Linked DNA regions of Arabidopsis thaliana: region 2 is linked to region 1. The links are chromatin contacts, called in public capture Hi-C maps. All regions are on one chromosome and are shown on one strand. The core of a region is the stretch at or near the end of the contact, and the rest is flanking DNA. Distances in the headings are between cores, read along the strand shown.

The links. Capture Hi-C pulls out chosen DNA fragments and counts their contacts.
Region 2: a contact with region 1 is called in a capture Hi-C map of seedling, with 2.2 times the contacts expected there. A contact is called at or near these places in 1 of 26 Hi-C or Micro-C datasets (callus) and 1 of 3 other capture datasets (seedling).

Annotation. Positions count from the first base shown.
Region 1 is chr1:13,219,143-13,221,796 of TAIR10.1, reverse strand. AT1G35710 (kinase family with leucine-rich repeat domain-containing protein) reads right to left here and starts at 1,326. Exons shown (of 2, transcript NM_103273.2): 1 at 1-1,326. The coding sequence starts at 857. It also overlaps AT1G09225.
Region 2 is chr1:13,363,882-13,366,535 of TAIR10.1, reverse strand. It overlaps TPPD (Haloacid dehalogenase-like hydrolase (HAD) superfamily protein), which reads left to right and starts at 1,364. Exons shown (of 8, transcript NM_103289.5): 1 at 1,364-1,984; 2 at 2,060-2,131; 3 at 2,234-2,326; 4 at 2,411-2,467; 5 at 2,582-2,654. The coding sequence starts at 1,571.

The sequences.
Region 1 (2,654 bases), core at 77-2,576:
ATTGAACCAGTAAGTTTGTTCTGACTTAGCGCTAAATTTGTCATGGATTCCATGTTGCCTATTTCTGGGGGAATGACACCAGTTAGATAGTTCTCGTAAAGATAAAGAACCATCAAGTTCTTGAGATTTCCTAAGGTAGAAGGAATTGAACCGGTAAGTTTGTTCTGACTTAAAGCTAAATCTGTCATGGATTCCATGTTACCTAGTTCCGGGGGAATGACACCAGTTAGATAGTTCTCGTAAAGATAAAGAACCATCAAGTTCTTGAGATTTCCTAAGGAAGAAGGAATTGAACCGGTAAGTTTGTTCTGACTTAGCGCTAAATCTGTCATGGATTCCATGTTGCCTAGTTCCGAGGGAATGACACTAGTTAGATAGTTTTGGTGAAGATAAAGTACCGTCAAGTTCTTGAGATTTCCTAAGGAAGGAGAGATTTCTCCGGTTAAGTGATTTGTGGAGAGGTCAAAGTAGATGAGTTTAGAGAGGTTTCCGAATTGAGGAGGGATGGTTCCAGATAAAAGGTTCATGCTAAGATCTACGTAAGCAAGGTTTGAGAGAGAAATGAAGGGGAAATCTTGGAAAGTACCTTCTATACCAGTGTTAGTGAGGTTTAACTCTTCGATACTCCCTCGTGAGTTGCAAGAAACACCATACCAACTGGTGCAGGAAAAGCTAGTATTGGTGTTTGCATCATGGACCCATGAAGACAGTTTTGATGAGTTCGTGAAAGTGGATTTCCATTTCAGAAGAGCATTTGCTTCTGCGATAGTTGCAGAAGCTGAAATGGAACAGCTCAAAATAATGGAAATGAACAAAAGAAAACGAAAATCATAAAGATTCTTCTCTGCAAAACCCATTCTTACTTACTCTCACTCCCTCTCTCTTATCTTTCTCTCTTGGTGTTAGATAAAGCTATCCAAGTTCTGGCTATTTAATAATCCTCATGTGCACTCAGTGATTGACTTGGAGTCGTCTCCTTGATAATGAAGGGCTAACCCCGCCGTGGGTTCGAATTACTTATTTTGGCGTTTACCTTTTGTGAAGTTACATAGAAAAGTGCTTACGGGTTCTTCTTTGAATTTTCTGTTGAGTGAATGAGTATTGGTCGTTGTGTTTTGGAAGTCATTGTGTTTTGGATGATACCAGTGAGTGGATAATATTGGTCAAGAAGATTTGGGTTGAATCTAGCGACATGAAAACGAACAACTTAGCGATAAAAAAATATAAATTAAAAAACAATTAAAAACAATTAAAAACAATTAAATTAAACTTAAAGAAATGTCTTTTATATTCTTAACAGTTGTGTCTTTTAATCGCAACTTTCCGTAACAAAATATTGACGGTTATTTTTTCTCGCTTGTGTCTTTTATTGCAACTTCATATATTGTAATTTTCTGTCAAAATATTTACTTTTATTTTTTTCCGGTTAGTTATATATATACTTTTCTATAACTACAAAAATTTATAATATGCATCATTTTGAGTTATATTTGTTTTAAAGAAATTATCATATAAACAAATTTATAATATTTTTCTTTGCGATATCACGATGGGTTTGAGTTCTAGTTAAATTAAACTAATTCTTATTAAATTAAATTAAAATAAATTAAATTCAAATAACGTAAATTAATTGTAGTCAAATTAAATTTGATAAAACTAAAGTAAATAAATATATTAATTTATATTTTTTCAGATATATATATAAATTACAATTTTATTTTAAAATATAAATTAGCACAAAAAATAATTAAATTTTTTAAACATATAGCGACTGTCTAGAGCGACAGTCAAACGAACAACACAACGACAATTATTAACGATTGTCGCTGTAACTGGTCGCTGAATCCACTGACAGACAAACAAACAATGTATGTTGTAGGAAAACGAACATGGCCTAACTGTTAATATTTTTTTTTTTCCCAGAATTTGCTTGGCTCATGTTTCACGGAAGTAAAGAAATCTAATGTAGTTGTATCCAAAAGTTTGTTTTTTGCTTAGTATATGTTTTTATATATTAGTCTGTTCGTTTCACCACCGCAGACGGTAGCGGCGGCGGCAAACTCTACTGCAGATTATTGTTCGTTTCGTCGCCACTACTGCAGCCATTACCGCTGCCGCTGACGCAACTTGTGTGCATGTTCGTTTTCATGCCGCTGTCGCTGCCGCAAGTGTCTATGTTCGTTTCGTCACCGCTGCGTTAGTTTTAACTGAATTCTTATTTTATTTTTATAAATTTGTATAATTATATTTTGAATCAAAGAAATGTAATTTAAATATAGTTACATCCATAACATTTTTAAAACATAGTCTTATACATCAATAAGCTCCTTAAAACAGACCCTTAACAAAGATAAATAAGTGTTTAAAACAGAGCCTTAACAAAGATAAGTAAGTGTTTAAAACAGAGTCTTATACATCAATAAGCTCCTTCCAATTCTTGCCTAAATTCATTCAACAACAACAACAACGAAGAATCATATTAAAGATACAACAAGTAAATGCTACAAGAGAATACGTGAATCATATTCTTTGAGACATGATTTTATTGACTTTGAGACATATACGTGAATCATATACATTGATTAGCAATCAGTGATATGCAAGTAATGATTTTATTGACTTTGAGACATCAATGATATGCAAGTAAATGCTAA
Region 2 (2,654 bases), core at 115-2,614, 140 kb before region 1:
TTTGCTTCTTTTGTTTATATATCAAACCAAGTTCTGGTTTATAAAAATATTAGATAAAACTCGTCTAAATAGGTAGGTGTAAAATAAAATTTTAAATTTTTATCGATAATATTTAAAATTTGAAAAGTTAATAATGATCCACACATTTTTTCTAATATTTAATTTAGTAATTTTTGTATTAAATAAAATTTCAATCATATACATTCGATTTTTCTATACATTTTAACTATCTATTTCTGCATAATAAACTGTATTTTCATTTTATACGCTTCATCTTATTGATGATATTTAAATTTTAAATAGTAATTCATACACTTTTTAATATTTAATTTAGTATTTTCTTAAATCCAAATTTTAATCTTACAATTTAAATATCTACTTTAACATAATACAAATACAATTTAATTTCATTGTATTAAATTCAAATATAATTTGATTATAATAAAATACAATTTAATTCTAAAAAGTCCATCTTAGATTTTAATTTTCCTTTTTAGTTTTGAAAATTAAAAATTTAAATTTATTAGATATATATGTTACTTTTTCAGTTTTCCTATTTATTTAAGAAAAAAATATTTTTTAACACATGTCAACTTGTAAACAATAGACTGAACACGTCATTTTATATTATGTTTAGTTTTGAAAATTAAAGTTAATTAAATATTTATATTTCTTTTTTTTAGCTTTTCTAATTATTTTTAAAATAGTAAATATTTTTAATACAAATCAATATCTGAACAATAGATTTGATACATAACATAATCCTATAAATTATTAACTTGGAAAACGATAGTTTATATAATAAAATTATTTTCTTAAGTTCTCTAACCATAACAATTAAACTATATTTTAGCGAAGAAAAGAAGAGAATACCGAGAGAACGCAACTTGCACTAAAAGCTACCACTTTGGCAAATCACTCATTTATATTATTATATACTATCACCTCAATTCAATCGAAACCTCAAAATAACACTAATATATACACAAAGAAACAACAGAATAACACCGAAGAATATAGGTTTAGGAAAATCCAGAATTTGTTGAGACTAAAGAGATCAAATTTTCGATACAAGGTTTTGCTCAATTTGTATTTTCATAATAAAATTCTTTATTTCACCATAGACTTACATGATTAGTTTTTCTTTTAATAAAAAAAAAACACGCGACATGAAAATTATATTATCTCAGTGTTGTCGAATTTGAATTTGAATTTTGAGTTAAATACTACACATTTGTTGACAACTTATTAAACTTTATAAGTCTGCTACAAATATTGTCAAATATTTACTAATTAATGGACCAAAATCCTCTAACTTGCAAATTTGTATCTACATCAACTTAAAAATTAGGAATATGCGACCCAAAAAAAAAAAAACTAGGAATAATAATAAAAAAATGGAATGATGTGGAGGAAGCTCTTTACTCTTTGAGAGGAAGTTTATAAATTGACCACACATTTAGTCTATTATCATCACATGTATTAAGACTTGACAACTTGTCTTTCTCACACCAAACCCCTCTCCTCTGTTTCATAACATCTGCTCTTTCTTTTTTTTCCTAAGCCCCTAATGACAAACCATAATGCCTTAATCTCTGATGCTAAAGGCAGCATCGGAGTTGCGGTTAGAGTTCCAAACCAATCTCTGTTTTCTCCCGGAGGTGGCCGATACATCAGCATTCCCCGGAAGAAACTCGTGCAGAAGCTAGAGGCCGACCCGAGTCAAACCCGTATCCACACTTGGATCGAAGCCATGAGGGCTTCTTCCCCAACCCGTACCCGACCGGGGAACATATCTCCCCTCCCGGAGTCCGATGAGGAGGATGAATACTCTTCTTGGATGGCTCAACACCCGTCAGCTTTAACCATGTTTGAAGAGATAGCTGAAGCTTCAAAAGGGAAACAAATCGTGATGTTTCTCGACTATGACGGTACATTATCCCCCATTGTTGAAAACCCTGATCGAGCTTACATGTCTGAAGAGGTTTGCTTCCCTTCTTACTTCTTCATTCCCTTGTTTTAGTTTTTTTTTGGTTTTCTGACAACTTTTGATTCTCAGATGAGAGAGGCAGTGAAAGGCGTGGCTAGATATTTCCCGACCGCGATTGTCACTGGAAGATGCCGTGATAAGGTACGTTTTAATATTTGAATAAAACATTTGTTTCGGTTTAGGATCTTTTTGGTTATAAAAAGACATAACTAACGTGTTTTTTTTCGTTTTTATATTTGGTAGGTTCGTAGATTTGTGAAACTTCCCGGACTTTACTATGCAGGTAGCCATGGAATGGACATCAAAGGACCTTCCAAAAGAAACAAACATAACAAGGTATAATCATAAAACCTTATATATTAAAGTATGTTGATTCATAAAGAGACTAACAAGGGCTTAATGTTTTTTGGAACAATATAGAACAATAAAGGAGTTCTTTTCCAAGCGGCGAATGAGTTTTTGCCTATGATTGACAAGGTCTCCTACCTTTTTCTATTTCTATATTTATAATCTATGCGTCAAATTCAAGCTACTTAGTATAACAACATATTGGTCTCTAACTAAGGAAAAAAATACGAATCTCTTAATCAGGTCTCTAAGTGTCTAGTAGAGAAAATGAGAGACATAGAAGGAGCAAACGTCGAGAACAACAAGTTTTGTGTCT